Linked DNA regions of Gasterosteus aculeatus: region 1 is linked to region 2. Evidence: chromatin contacts called from public Hi-C data. All regions are on one chromosome and are shown on one strand. The core of a region is the stretch at or near the end of the contact, and the rest is flanking DNA. Distances in the headings are between cores, read along the strand shown. Region 1 has its middle 31 kb from the start of LOC120824081. Region 2 holds the start of glrx2 (glutaredoxin 2).

Region 1 (3,789 bases), core at 1,093-3,592, 140 kb before region 2:
GAGTACGATGTTCTCACGGCCAGTGGACCCAACGACTGAAGGAACCAAAATAAATCCCTTATTCTCAAAACTGTAATCCTGCTTCATGACATAAGACAACCGGTTCAACATCTCAAGCATGTCATTGCACAGAGTTAGTCCTATAGAAGTAAGTCCAGGCCATAAATAAGATATGGGATCCATCGTCGTATTGATAGAATGCCACCAATAACATGTTTGAGCACACGCACGGTATGTACGTCACATTCAAATACAAAGACAGCAAAAACAATGCGATGTCAGTAATCATATCTATTACTCCCAGAAAACATTAATTAATTACTTCCACACTGCACAGCAGCCCAGACGGCTTTTGATTCATGCACAGTCTCCATTTTCACAACATCCTTTTTTTTCTATTTAGGGATGATGTGGAGATTATGTGAAAGCTGTCGGCTGGAATCAGATTAGTCACCATGGAGATTGCCGTTCGGAGCTGTGACTCTGACATGGTGACACATACTGTACCCCAGAAGCCCATCTCCTGCTGATCACACTTGGCACTTTTCTCATGATAGCAACATATAGCAAATCAACAGAGCCCAATGTGGCTAATGCAAGGAGGCTGTGTGGAGGGCGCTGCATGTGATGGATCTCACACTTCCGATCTTTGATCATCGTCAAAAAGGATTTCCAAAGCAATTGGGGGGGGGGGGGGGTGTTGTGCAGCCTACCAGTCCCACAGACACATTTTAGAGGAGCTCAAGGAGAACAAAATGGAGCTGAATTAAATGTAAATACTGGACAGTTATTTGGCTGGAAAGCAGAGGCACTAATTTCAACGACGATCTAGACAGGAATGATTGTTCTGGTTGTGTGCGGCTGATGAGGAGTGTAAATAAGTCAGATGATCGACAAGGCGGTTTAGGGGTTTTTAGTGTCTGGATGTGACACGGCGGGGGGACGAGGTCAGGTTAGGAAGTATGAGGGCATCTGGTGGATGGATGGAGAATGGCTGTGAAGGAGATTGAAGGGAGGACTGAAGCAGACTTCCCAATGTCCCCCCCTGTCCTCCCTTGACCCTGAACCCCAAACCCTCAGGGACTTAAGTGACGTCACCCGGTAAATGGTTGAGTGTGAGAGTCAGTAGTCCTTCCTTTTCGGGACAGATCACCAAGCTCTTAGATGAACGGAGTTTCACTTTAAAAAAACACACTAAACACATCTCTAACCACATTGATACAACGCAGGGGATACTTGCACAGTCAGGCTGCCACTTGATGCAGATAAAGCTTTGCAATTAAATTCCCAGACTGTGGCTGAGTCAACTATCATAACCGGAGCCATCCATCCAGTAATAAGCCCTGTGTGAATAATAAATGAGTCCACATTGAACAGAGAATGTTGTGTTTGACACATGGAGGGGTGGCCCACTGTTTCTCAGGACTAATTGTCTCTCATTAGTATGAAAAGCATGACATGATGCAGTTTAATGCAGCGAGGCGTGGTAGGGCTGTTTACCCACGTGGTGGCTGCTCTTATTCTCTTTTCTTGTTTTTATTTGTTTACTTCACACGAGGGAGAATAGTATATGTTTTTGTTTTTCAATCGTGCAGAGTTACATCAGCAACCTGGACAAAGGGGCAAAGTTACAGGTGGTGCCACAAACTTGCTTTTATTGAAACCTAGCTGAGAATAAATGGCTGGCGTCGTGTTGTTCACTGAAATGAAGAACATCCTAAAATATGGATGGAGAGTATGTGTGTATGACCTTCATGTTAGACATATGTACGGGCAGTAGGGTATACATTAGGTGTCTATTGGCATTTTCTTGACTGTATACTGCTCTTTAGCAAGCAACTGTATATCTACCCCCCCCACCCCCGGGGTTATGTTCTGGAGCTCAGCCTGACCTTTGACCTCCCTGTGGAAATTCTTGTCCCTTCTCTTGGCATGAGCATCAACAGAATGTCATGTCGAAAATGGATTCACATGCAGTGCTGCCGAGGTTGATACGCTTTTAAAATACGTGTTACTAAATCGATTGTGACATGAAGCTAAGAGTCAAAAGGAGAAGACAAACTAGGAAGCGGACAGGAATACAGCCGGGAACCCTTAAGAATTACAGTCTGCTTATACTGGATGAGTCTGGAGCCCGGGCAGCACTTTCATATATATAAGTGTAAAACAACGGTAGTTGTTTAGGGGTGAGGGGATTGACTTGGGCCACACATCGTCTACATTACAACCACGTCGCAACACGCGGGCTGAGCTGGCGGCCCGCAGCTCAATGTGCAGGCTGCATGAACACTGCAAACAGCAGTGCTGCTGCATTGCTGCATTATTCGCAGCGCTCGCTGGTGTAGCGCGGTTCAGAGCGAGGGCGGTCTGCTAGTCAGTGGGGCACACGCTCTGACACGCAGATGCACTTGCACAACAGCTACGTGAGCAAAAAGAAACTCAGATTGTCCTAAAAAACAAGAGCAACCTATGACCATCCACAGGTTGTCGTATGTTATGCTGTGCTGAATTGGTTAATAGTTTCACAGTAATATGAATCCTTAGGAGGTGCTCTGTCTCTAATCAAACCCCTTGGGGTCTAAATAGTTTACCAGTATATAAACACTGGAAGGCCGCTATTACTTTAGCTATTTAAGATTTTGTATATCCATAATGGGAAATTATATTGCATAAATAGTGTTTTCTTCCACTCGGGTAGTCATGATAATCTTTGTGACTTTCAATAAACATGTATTTGCCCCGGGTGCACGGTCGTAGGGGTATATTCATTTGGCATAGTTGATTGCCTGTTTCAACCCCCGCTACCACCATGTGTGTGTTTTTCATTTAACAATTAAACTTTGACAAATGTATACCTCAAGCAATAAAAAAACCTCTTTGACATTACCCTCCTTTAGCACTGGCTCTAGATAATCCTCCTGAATATTTGAGATCAAAGGCAAGAAACTATAGTTTTTTACTTCACCAGCACTTTCAACGACTTCTTTAAGCTGCTAATGAACGTAACAGCTAATGCGTTATGGAATAATAATGTGACACCTCATTTGAAGCAATTTACAGACTCATGTCATTCTGTAAATTGCCCTCTACATTATCATTTCAACCTCATTTCCAGTTGTGGGTTTTTAAACAGTATCTGATAAACCTGAAGGCATTTTAACAATCTTTAAAAGATTACCACTTGTAATCTTGTACGGAAGAGGATTCTGATAGTATCTCACAATCTTTATCTCTCCCTTCCCACCAACATCATATCCCACTGTTATGTGCAAACATGCAGACAGGTACTCTTTCATAAAGAGCTGAGCTGAGCCACCCGGGCAAAATAAGAGGCAAAGTTTTATGTAAGTGCACCGTCGATGAGCCTGACATGAATAAATGAACAGGTTTGAACTGAGTTCGTTTTGGATCCAGAGTTATTCCACAGCATCAATTTAACAGGCCCCAGTTGCAGCTTCAAACAGGGTCATGGCTAATTACTATTCACTTTGACTAGAACTAAATAATAAATGAGCTATACACTTATATAACCGAGAGCAGAGGGAGCAGCTCCATCAAAACGACTAAAAACCAAGAAACATCCAAATTCTAAATATCCTAAAAAATAAGAGAGGAATAATTACCCTGAGCTCCAAGACAAAATAAGTGATGATAATAAGCTGCAATGCAATTTCCTTCTCAAGTAAAAGCTTTTGACCTGCGCGACGAACTCAGCTGCTTGTTCGTCACTTAGTAACTTAATACACAAACGATCTGTCCTCTTCACCTTGAGCACGCACACTCAGACTC
Region 2 (3,532 bases), core at 524-3,023:
GAAAAATTCAATCAGTTGGAATGTAAACAGCATTAAGAAAAACAAATTGCTTGTCCATATGGTCGGCAGCTTAAGAATTTGACATCAGGGAACCTTTGCCCATCACATTTAAGGACGTTTGAACAGCGAGCACAGCAAACAGAGTCTGCCTCCTGTCTTCACACCAGAGTACTGCACCGTGTCCTCTGCACATCAGCAGTCCAGCTGCTACCAGCATAACCTTAAGCTTATCCTTACTTTAACCCAGGTCTTATACACACCCATACACCCCGCGCCCCCTTCTCACTCACACACACACAGTGGGTTCGATGAAGCCTTCTCCCTTTATGTGAGGGAAAAAGGTGAGGTGAAGACTCCAGCTCGATGCTAAAGCTCCATCCAGTCGGACTAAAATAACTGAGGCTGTAGAGATCAGTTGGACCAATCCTCCTTGTCTTTTATCTTGTATATCAATTCTGGAAGCAGGTATTTTAACCCTCCCGTTATTCTCCCCTGCCTTTCATAACATTTCAGGATTTGTGTCGAGTGTAACCGATTTCAAAGCAGAACCATTGATGCTTTTTGATGGTGTAAATCCTTTCCCAAATGATGCAATTGTTGGGAAAAGCCAAGATGGCCAGGCGAGAATATATATTTTAAGTGCTTTATTTGAAATGAATACACTGCTCATAATAGACGTCTCTCACAACCCACACTCTTCGTACCTTTTGGACCTCCTGCAACCGACTCCCAACTGCAACTTCCAACGTGATCTCCAAAACCTGTTCGTAAAAATGTATACGAAAATCTTGAACATACAAATTTGTAACAATACATAGGAACTGGCGGTGGTTGACCACGCCCCTTGAGTGAACAACATGGCGGACCATGTTGAATTCTTGAGTGAACGTCTCTCCGCCATGTTGGATTTTTTGAGGGGGTTAGGGTCAGTATTCTATTCTTACAAGTTAACATTGATTTCTCGTTAAAAATGCAATCATAACACGTTTATTTTACATCGTTAGACTTCACAAAGTGTGTTTACGGGGTGCAGGTCCCCATTCACTTTGAATAGGGTGACGTCATCAGTTGCAGTCTGTATTTATTTCGTATGTATCACTACGAATTTGTATGTTCAAGATTTTCGTATACATTTTAACAAACAGGTTTTGGAGATCAGGCTGCAACTTCAGAACCACCGACAGACAACCCGTTCCCCCCTACTCTGTACTCTGTCCAGGCATCACAATTTGGGGGAAAAGGCCTTCTCCATGGCAACCCCCTCCCCTCCTATGATTTGATGTGTGTGTTGGGTAACTATTATCAAATCTTATCAATTTATCAAATCAGAGCTGGTCTGGAGAAATGCTCAGCCTTAAATGTGTTGAGTATTCAAATCTAAACATGCACGCTTACGCTAGAATGCAATTACACTTGAACTATAAATGCATAGTAATAATAGGTGAAGGCCGCTTAAAGGCTGGATTGCACGAACAACATGTATTTCAAATCACAACACCAGCACACAAACATGTTGCAATCTGGGTCAAATGCAGTTCAACAGGAACCACCTGTTCCCCATTTTAAGAATAACATGTCCATACCTAGAACTGCGCCAAGCACTCATATGAAATCATCTTGCACACATCTTGCAAACATCCTGATATGAAGAACTCATGAACAACGGGAGGCGTGACCCTCTCCGAGGGTTCTAAACAGGAGCCGCCTCCATCTTAATAACCAATCAAAAATGCTCTTAGAGACTATATAATAGAAATAGGTCCGTGCACGTTAAACTACAGGACAGAATCCTCTTGTTGCAAATAAGCTTTGTCATGTTGCTTTGAGTAAAGTCTCCAGTCTATTTCTTGTTTTGCTCGCACGACAAATGCTATCCCTGATAAAAAAAAAAATTACCGTGATTAAAACTCCTTCACGTTTGTTTTGTTGACTTTATTTATTTATTTATTTTAAACCGCTGCCTACGTCACAGCTGTTTCCGGTGGTCGTAAGGTAGGCTTCCACCTTCCGCACACACTGAATGAGGAGCGAACGCAAGCGTACAGTAACAGCCGCCCGGGTGGTGTGTGACTCCAGAACTGTCGGTGCACTAACCGCATGTGTCATCCGGGCCACCGGCGCCATTGTTTTTTAGCCATACTTTCTTTTCTTTCCATGTTTGCTCGAGCAGGATGTCTCCCGAGGGCGGCTTGGACCGGCTGCCGAAGGTCATTCCGGCTAGCTTGACGTTAGCTTGCTTCTTAGTTGCGTTATTATCTAAACCCTCACAGGCGAATAAAGGAGTGCATTCGGGGTTGACGTTAGTAATGCGATACTAATGCGTTACTACGGGACAAACGGCTCAACTAACACGAGCGTCTCCATTCACAGCACAGTGTTTTAACGCGGTGTCACCCTTAACCAGACTCAACTAAAACCTGTCATAAGAACCTCATAACGTTCTAAATGTCATATGCCTTAAAGAGCCAAACGCAAACACCTTTAAGCTTTCACAGTGCAATGGGTTCCTCCAGCAAATTCGGCATGCGTGTGATCCATTTACAATCAATTATTTTAGTTTAAAACGACAACATCGATCACTGGCGTGCCCGGGTTCTGTCGTTGTTAGCTGACGTCACGCTACCGGTTACTTTACACGCGTTTGGATTAAACTGAAATAAAAAGTTACTTGGAGGCGAATCAGGTGGGGTAAAAAAAATAATGAGAATTAGGAGATCACGTAGCATAACGTCGAGGCAAGTAATTCTCTTCCACAGTGTCGTGCAGTCTTGACGTCGCTAGATGTCCAATGTAGTTTGGCGTCTGAGTTAATCTGGATCGTCAGTGAGGAGCATGTGCGCTCCTAATCCCGGATTACCTGGCTCATAGACCTCGCTGCAGTTGCCTGCCATTTGGAAGGAGTCAAGCGGCCACATTTGAGACGGTGGTGTAACCAGTTAACGTTACGACTGTAACAATGGAAACGGGTGTTGTCAGACCAGTAGTCATCCTCCAGTTAGAGATGATTTCAATGCTCATCATCAGCGTTCAGATGGTCTCTGCCTGCGATAGCTTCACTTTTCGGAGGTTATTGCGCCAACCTACTCTGGAGTGTTAGTCCCTGTAGTGTGTTTCGAGGTAGATTCAAATAGATCAAGATGTACTTCAGTAAAACCAAAATGCATTGAACTGCTCCAATTTTGTCATTTGTCTTTCTTCAGGATGGGGAACTTCACGTCCTCGCCGCCTCTCTCCAGCGCGTCCTGTGTACAGTATGTTAAGGTAAATGGATGCTCACACACATGTTGCCTCTGCTGTAAATCACTGATATTTAATGACATGTTTTTTTTCCTTTTTGCCTGAGCGTTCAGGAGATGGTGTCACAGAACTGCATTGTGATATTTTCCAAGACCACCTGTCCTTATTGCAAAATGGCCAAGAATGTGTTTGAAGAAATTGGTGCGTCCTACAAAGTGGTGGAACTGGATGAGCACAGTGACGGGAGAAGAGTTCAAGAGGCCTTAGCTCAGATGACCGGTGCCAGAACGGTAAG

Evidence for each region. Hi-C and Micro-C count contacts between places; a contact is called where the count stands out from the background.
Region 1: a contact with region 2 is called in a Hi-C map of liver, with 4 times the contacts expected there. The contact joins the enhancer-like site here to the promoter of glrx2 in region 2. A contact is called at or near these places in 4 of 6 Hi-C or Micro-C datasets (liver, skeletal muscle, tail fin and 1 more).

Annotation. Positions count from the first base shown.
Region 1 is chr8:8,575,049-8,578,837 of fGasAcu3.hap1.1, reverse strand. No RefSeq gene overlaps it. Among protein-coding and RNA genes, the nearest start is that of LOC120824081, 31 kb to the left of the region's middle. Within about 2 kb of position 2,342, at least 4 of the 9 cell types and tissues checked have open chromatin away from gene starts, as enhancers often do. A contact at or near this core is called in liver, where this site is marked.
Region 2 is chr8:8,439,491-8,443,022 of fGasAcu3.hap1.1, reverse strand. glrx2 (glutaredoxin 2) reads left to right here and starts at 1,773. Exons shown (of 4, transcript XM_040184966.2): 1 at 1,773-1,992; 2 at 3,201-3,261; 3 at 3,351-3,527. The coding sequence starts at 3,202.